2 separate regions of the Sus scrofa genome follow, and region 1 is linked to region 2. The links are chromatin contacts, called in public HiChIP or PLAC-seq maps. All regions are on one chromosome and are shown on one strand. The core of a region is the stretch at or near the end of the contact, and the rest is flanking DNA. Distances in the headings are between cores, read along the strand shown.

Region 1 (3,954 bases), core at 497-2,996, 81 kb after region 2:
GGGATACAGTGGTAGTATATCCTGGTATATCTATGCAACAGGGAGGGGTCCACTGTGGTTGGAAAGACTGACCGTGAGAGACCATGAAAGGCCATGAAGACCACTGCAAGGACCTGGGTTTGTATTCTAATTGAAAGAGGAAGCTCTGGAAGGTTTGGAACAAAGTAAGACACCTGATTTTTAAATTTTAAACAACTTCCTTAAGGCAAAATTGATATACAATAAACCGTACGTATTTAAAGTGTACAATTTGATAAGCTGACATATGTGTACACCCATGAAACCACTAACACAATAAACATCCATCAACTAAAAAAAAAAAAAAAAAACTTTCCATGTATCCTTTTTTATTTATGTTTTACCAGAATCACTGTGAGCTACTATGTTAAGAATAGGCTAAAGAGGGGTAAAGGTAGTAGCAAGGAAAGCAGGCAATAAGCCTCTGCTGTCATCCAGAGAAGAGACTACCTATTGACAGTATCTCGACCAGGGAGGTAAGCAGTGGCTGTAGTGAGAAGTAGTTGATTTAAAAAAAAAAAAATCACTAATCTCATACCTTCTTGCCACTATTCACTCTAATTCACTCTGAAGATAAATGAACAATTATGTTTCTTTCATAGGATTAACTCCTTCCCTTCAAAAAAAAAAAAAAAAAAAACTCTTAGCTCCCTATTGTCCTCAGGCTAGAGTCCCAACTCAATAAGAAGACTATCACTACTCTCAAATCTATGCCTTGGTCTCCTTTCTGTCCCTCTCCGTTCATTTTCCTCCCCTTTGCTTTTCTTTTCTATTTCTAGCACTTCTTGCCCCACTCCCATCACACCCCCGGTCTCTAAACTATGCCCATACAAAGATCCACTTCTTCCAGAAAGCCCGTAGGAGGTCTCCACTGGGATCTCTCCCTTCTTGAGTCTCCAATTGCACTTGATGTTAATACGCCACAGTGCTCTTATTCTGTTCGTTTGTTTTTAATCCCTACATTTTAAAAAGTACCTAGGGACGTTGGTGTACCAAGTGTAGTGGCCCTGCGTCCTTTCCAAGCACGGGACTGGGCCTATGCTACCGCAGGACTCGCTGCCTCAGCGTGTCTGTGCGCGGTAGTGTCCTAGCCGACCTCCCCTCCTCCTTGGGCATCTGCTCTGCATTAGTCTGTCCCAGGCCTCCGCAGGCGCCGATGATTGAATCATCATCATTAACCAGGGCCTGCCCCCCCCATCCTCGGCGGCAGGGGGGAGAATGGGGGCGGGGGTAAGATCACTACCAAGTCTCTGGGGGTCCCTCCCTCCCTGCCACCCTCTCGGAGATTCCGCTAAGCCCCAGGAAACTCCCAGCTGTGGAGCCGGGAGAGGCCCGCCATCGGGATGAAGCTCCATAAAGCGGACGCGTCAAGCCAAGGAGGGCGACACTTCAAGCTCCCGAGGGGCTTCTTTAGCGGGGACTTCGTCACAAGAGATTGATGACCCTGAGCGGTGGCGGGCAGAGACCGCCGGGCCTTTTGGGGTAGAAGGCGGCAGTTTTTTGCAGGCTCCAAAAGTTAGTCCCGAAGTCGTGTAGGGTCTATTATGATGATTTCTATATGAGGTCAATGAGATAGGACCCCGGCCCACGCCCCCCCTCCCCAAGTACGGATTGAGGAGGGGGAGGGGCCAGTGGGGCTCAGGTGAGCACACGGGGAGAGAGGGGTATGGGCGGGGCCTTACAGAGGGTCAGCGAATCCGAAAAGACCTAAGCTGTCGTTGCGAGGCGACAAGTCCCGCCCCGCAGGCGGCACCGGAAGTGGCAGGCCGGGATCAGCCTTTAAGATGGCGTCTCCTCAGGGGGGCCAGATTGCGATCGCGATGAGGCTTCGGAACCAGCTCCAGTCAGTGTACAAGATGGACCCGCTACGGAACGAGGTGCAGGGGCGGCAGGGTTACCACTGTAGTCGGTTAGCTGTGGGAACCGGGGCCGGCTAGAGGACGGGCGGTGGCTGGCTGGGCGCCCAGTGCGCCTGCGCAGAGACAGGGTGCCCAATGCGCCTGCGCGGTTGCGGTCCGGTTGCCAAACTCCGGTCTAGGACGCCTGCGCATTGTGCAGCCTACGTCTCGTAGTCTCCCTTGGGAAAGGAAGATCGGGCGAGTTGGCTTGAACAGAGCCCCTGCTGTGCGCGGAGCCCTCTGCTGGGCGGAGGGAGAGTGTCAGCCTTGGGGAGCTAATCTGACCGCGCAGGGTGCAGGATTGGAGTGGAGTCTGATGAGAGGCGACTTCCAAGTTGTGAAGGCACATGGGATGGGGTTAGGGGAATGATCGTTGACAGAGGGTGTGTCTGCAGGAGGAGGTTCGAGTAAAGATCAAAGACTTGAATGAACACATCGTCTGCTGCTTGTGCGCAGGATACTTCGTGGATGCCACTACCATCACTGAGTGTCTTCATACGTGTGAGTGCCCTGGACCCTGGCTGGTTCTTCCAGGCCCTACTCCCCACCAAGCTAGCTGCCAGCTGCTTGCCCCAACCACCCAGGAACCCCGCCCAGCCCATGAACCCTATTTACGGAGGGCCTGAGAATCTGCTTTTCTCTTGCAGTCTGCAAGAGTTGTATTGTGAAGTACCTCCAAACCAGCAAGTACTGCCCCATGTGCAACATCAAGATCCATGAGACACAGCCACTGCTCAACCTCAAACTGGACCGGGTCATGCAGGACATCGTGTACAAGCTAGTGCCAGGCTTGCAAGACAGTGAGTAACCAACCTGACTTTGAGAGGCCTCTAGAGGACTGATGCTGGGTGGCAGCTTGAGGTGATAAGGGCTTTGGTAGGTAGAGAGGTTGACAGCTAGAAGGACAAAGAGAGGGAGGGTTTATTTATTTATTTATTTATTTATTGTCTTTTCTAGAGCTGCACCTGTGGCATATGGAGGTTCCCAGGCTAGGGGTCGAATCAGAGCTGTAGCTGCTGGCCTACACCACAGCCACAGCAACGTGGGATCCGAGCCACATCTGCGACCTACACCACAGCTCAGAGCAACTCTGGATCCTTAACCCACTGAGCAAGGCCAGGGATCGAACCCGCAACCTCATGGTTCCTAATAGGATTCATTAACCACTGCACCACGAAGGGAACTCCAAGGGAGGGTTTATTCTTTACTTCCCATATTCCACTCCCTTCTAGGTGAAGAGAAACGGATCCGAGAATTCTACCAGTCCCGAGGCTTGGACAGGATCACTCAGCCCAGTGGGGAAGGTATGTCCCTTGGTAGCAGGAGGATAAGGTAAAGCCCCCATAGCATTTCTCCTGCTCAGTTTTTCTCCCTGGGGAAAAAGTAGTATGGAACATGTGCCACCCTCCTTATTACTCTTTCTCAGAGCCAGCCCTGAGCAACCTCGGCCTCCCCTTCAGCAGTTTCGACCACTCAAAAGCCCACTACTATCGCTATGATGAGCAGCTAAGCCTATGCCTGGAGCGGCTGAGGTGAGGCTATCTGAAGTGACAGTGACAGTGAGCCGGAGCCAGGGAGGGGCTCAGGGAGAGGGCGAGCCGTGAGGGAGTGTCTGTTCCTTTGAAGAGAGTGTATCGTGGCTCTGGATGGGGGCCACGGGGAAAGGATAAGGTTCCCTAACCTGTGTCTGTTTCCCCCCAGTTCTGGCAAAGACAAGAATAAAAGCGTCCTGCAGGTGAGAGTGGCCGAGGGGAGGGCCTCTTTAAGGAGACTCACCTCCCCATGGCCCCTCCCTCACATACCTTGTCTTCTTCTCCCCACCCCATCCCCAGAACAAATATGTGCGATGTTCTGTTAGAGCTGAGGTTCGCCATCTCCGGAAAGTCCTCTGTCACCGCTTGATGCTAAGTCCCCAGCATGTGAGTACTCCCACAGTCTGGTTTTTTTGGTTGGTTTGGTTTGGTTTGGTTTTGGTTTTTCGTTTGGTTTTGTTGTTTTTGTTTCTTGAGGGAGGAGAAGGGGCTGAGAAGGGAGGAGC
Region 2 (3,859 bases), core at 744-3,243:
CAAAAGGAAGGAAGAGAAAGGAAAGGAAGGAGGGAAGGAAGGGAGGAAGGGAGGGAAAGGAAAGAAAGGAAGGAAGAAAGAAAGAGAAAGAAAACGAGAGGAAGGAAGGAAGAAAAGAAAAAAGAAGGAAGAGAGAGAGAGAAATTGATCTGGAGTTCCTGTGTGATTCAGTTGGTTAAGGACCCAACATTGTTACTGCAGTGGCTTGAGTTGCTCCTGTGACTCAGGGTTGATCCCTGGCGCAGGAACTTCCGTATGCCACAGGCACCGGGAGAGACAGACAGGTAGAGAGACAGAGGAAGGAAGGAAGGTAGGAAGTGAGAGAGGGAGGGAGGAGGTGGGGGAGGTAGAGAGGAAGGAAGGAAGAGGTCTGGCCTACAGGTCAAGACCTTTATGGGACCAGGGAGGATGTGTAAGACTGGCCAAGAGCACCATTTTCTTTTAGACTTTCTATGTCAAGAGAGAAATATAGCTATTATATTTCTATGTGTTATATTATATGTGTTAAAGTGTTAAATTCTCCCCTTTTCTTTTTTGGTCTTTTTATGTTTTCAAGGCTGCTCCCACAGCATATGGAGGTTCCCAGGCTGGGGGTCAAATTGGAGCTGTGGCCACCAGCCTACACCACAGCCACAGCAACTTGGGAATTGAGCCATGTCTGTGACCTACGTCGCAGCTCACTGCAACGGCAGATCCTTGACCCACTGAGCGAGGCCAGGGATAGAACCCACGTCCTCATGGTTCCTAGTGGGATTGGTTTCTGCTGCGCCACGACGGAAACTCCAAATTCTCCCATTTTAAACATATTCCAATTGTGTAACCCTGTTTCAGGGTTGACTTCTGAGAAGGATTGCTTAGGCATTACTTTATTTTCAATCATGCGGCTTTCTTAGTCTTTCCCATTACTGCGGCCCTTCCAGAAAAGCCTAAAAAAGAGCTCAATGGTGAATGTCACTGCTTGTGGCCACAAGGGGGCAGAGTAGGTCCAAAAACAGAATGGGAATGCTGGCTGCCCCTAAACTGCAATGGACCAAGCCCTTTCTCATTTGTCATAAACACCCAGACACTCAGAGCTGTGCCTTCACTCCCATAACCTTTCTCATTCATAACCTCAGTGTGACCAGTCTCACTGACTGCCCTGCTCACCAGTCAGCATGGAAGCTCTTCTTCAACCCCCGAGGAGTGAGAAGTCTCCTCCCCATGCCTCAGGTCTGGCACATTTAGTTAAATTTGTGAGGAACACAGTACGGAGTTGGTATTATGCATGTTGTGATAGGAAGAAAGTCACCAAGACAAGTGATGGGGGGGAAAAAAAGAGTTTGAAAAAAGGAAAGCACATTCTTTTCTTACAATAGCAAATCACTTTGTTGACGAGAGAAAAGGAAGAAAATACCATTTTTTGTTGGGCCTACTGATTACACAGGTATCATCTTACTTTTTTTGCTTTTTTCTTTTCTTTTTTTTTTTTTTTTTTTTTTTTTTTTTTTTTGCTTTTTAGGGCCACAGCCATGGCATATGGAAGTTCCCAGGCTAGGGATCAAAGCAGAGCTACAGTTGCCAGCCTACACCACAGCTACAGCAACATGGGATCTGAGCCAGGTCTGCCACCTACACCACAGTTCTCGGCAACACTGGATCCTTAACCCACTGAGCGAGACCAGGGATCAAAGCCCCATCCTCATGGATCCTAGTCGGGTTCGTTAACCACTGAGCTGCAAAGAAAACTCCTAACTTCTTATGCCTCCTATAACTATGAAATATTTTATACTATCCCCACTTTTCCCAAAGTCACATAGCTAACAGCTTTCAAGCTGCGATTCAAACCCTGGGTCTTTCTGCTATATTCCACCACCTTTCATAAACTAAGGAAAAGAAAACCCTTTAGAAGAAACAAAGTAACAAGTAAATTAATATTGCCCAAATGGAGCCCACAGATATCCAGGGGGTGCTGGTTACAGCCAAATAGGATATAAATAAATAAGCATAACTTCCTGGACAAAGTTAGTTCTGAGTTGAATTCTGGAGGAGGTGCAGGCCGTAGATTGACAAGAGTAATAAAAGCATTAAGGAAGGAAGGAAGTCACGTGGCAAGGAGACCAACTTAGTTGAAACAGAAGAGTTTCAGGAAAAAGCAATGAGAGCTGAGGAGGAGGGAGCAGTTGTTAAACTCAGCAGGCATTTGCTAAGCCTCAGCTCTGCACAAGCTACTGAGCGGGGGGCTGGGGATGTAGCGTCTCAGCAGGAAGAGAAGAGGAGGGTGTCTGAGCCATCACAGAATACAGGAAGAATGGGGGTATCTGAGGAATAATGAATAGTAACAAGTGGTACAGGATGAGTAAAGGGAGTAAAGAAGCTGACAGCAGGAAGGCACTATGTGCTCTTTAGCAAAGGAAGGATCTGAAGAAACCATGCTTTAGAAACATTAGCTGGTAGTAAGAAGTACCAGAGAGGAAGGGATGGAGTTTGATGAAATAGCTGAGACGCTACTGCCGTGATCCAGGCACAAGGAAATGAATGCCTGGACCAGTGACAGAGAAAATGGAAAAGAAGTTCTCCCTTCAAAGTGTTCCAGTTTAGGAGTTCCTATCGTGGCCCAGCGGAAACGAATCCGACTAGGACCCATGAGGTTGCGGGTTCCATCCCTGGCCTCACTCAGTGGGTTAAGGATCCGGTGTTGCCATGAGCTGTGGGGTAGACGGAAGATGCGGCTCAGATCTGGCACTGCTGTGGCTGTGGTGTAGGCTGGCAGCTGTAGCAGCTCCGACTCGACCCCTAGTCTGGGAACCTCAATATGCTGCGGGTGAAGCCCTAAAAAACAAACAAACAAAAAAAAAAAAGTGTTTCAGTTTACACACTAGTCTTTAGCTTGGGTAATGTGACTGTCCTTGAGAAGGTCCCTGCAAAAACAGATGACTCAAATCTGAAGCACAACACCTCTACGGCGATTGCTTGAGAACTTTTGCAAAGGAAGGAGCTCTGCTCCATGGCTCTCCCAAGAACCTGTAGATTAAGAAGTTGGAAAGAACACTATATACAAAAATAAACTCCAAATGGATTAAAGACTTAAGTGTAAGACCCGAAACCATAAAACTTCTAGGAGAAAAACATAGTGCGCTCTTTGACATCAGTTTTAGCAATATTTTTTTTGAATAGGTCTCCTCAGTCAAGGGAAGCAAAAGCAAAAATAAACAAATGAAACTACATCAAACTGAAAAGCTTTTGCACAGTGAAGGAAACTGTCAAAATGAAAAGGCAGGCTACTGAACAGGAGAAGATATTTGCAAGTGATTTTCAGACGATATATCTGAAAGGGGGGTAATATCCAAAATAGCCAAAGGACCTATACAAGGACCTATATTAAAAAAATAAAAAAAAGAAACCATTAAAAATAGGCAGAGGGCCTAAATAGACGTTTTTCCGAAGAAACATACAAAGAGTCAACATATGAAAAGAGGCTCTCATCTTTAACATCACTGATCATCTGGGAAATGCGAATCAAAACCACGATCACTTCACACCTGTCAGAAAGGCTACTATCAAAAGGACCACTCATAAGTGTCAGCAAGGATGTGGAGAAAAGGAAACCCTTGGGCTCTGTTGCTGGGATGTAAATTGCTGCAGCCACAATGGAGAACAATATGGAAGTTCCTCAAAAAAATTAAAAATTAGAGCTATCACATGATCTAGCAACTCTATTCCTGGGTGTTTGTTCGAAGAAGACAAAAACACTGCTTTAAAAAGATAGGCACAACGTTGTAAATCAACTATGCTTTAATAAAAATTTTTCTAAATTAAAAAATAAAAATATATGCACCCCTGTGTTCATTGTAGCATTATTTACAGCCGTCAATATATGGAA

What was found. HiChIP or PLAC-seq counts read pairs in DNA pulled down with a chosen protein or histone mark.
Region 1: an H3K27ac HiChIP or PLAC-seq map of alveolar macrophages shows a contact between it and region 2. The contact joins the promoter of PCGF1 here to the enhancer-like site in region 2. A contact is called at or near these places in 2 of 5 promoter capture datasets (fetal skeletal muscle and liver), 26 of 47 Hi-C or Micro-C datasets (adipose tissue, alveolar macrophages, blood and 12 more) and 2 of 2 datasets of contacts at active chromatin or transcription factors (alveolar macrophages and skeletal muscle).

The regions. Positions count from the first base shown.
Region 1 is chr3:68,538,928-68,542,881 of Sscrofa11.1, forward strand. It overlaps PCGF1 (polycomb group RING finger protein 1), which reads left to right and starts at 1,747. Exons shown (of 9, transcript XM_005674546.3): 1 at 1,747-1,895; 2 at 2,312-2,417; 3 at 2,564-2,716; 4 at 3,149-3,220; 5 at 3,343-3,448; 6 at 3,618-3,651; 7 at 3,749-3,835. The coding sequence starts at 1,803.
Region 2 is chr3:68,457,953-68,461,811 of Sscrofa11.1, forward strand. The region is part of intron 4 of M1AP (meiosis 1 arrest protein); the gene reads left to right. Among named protein-coding and RNA genes, the nearest start is that of DOK1, 37 kb to the right of the region's middle. Within about 2 kb of position 1,994, at least 19 of the 83 cell types and tissues checked have an H3K27ac peak or open chromatin away from gene starts, as enhancers often do. A contact at or near this core is called in adipose tissue, alveolar macrophages, liver and 3 more, where this site is marked.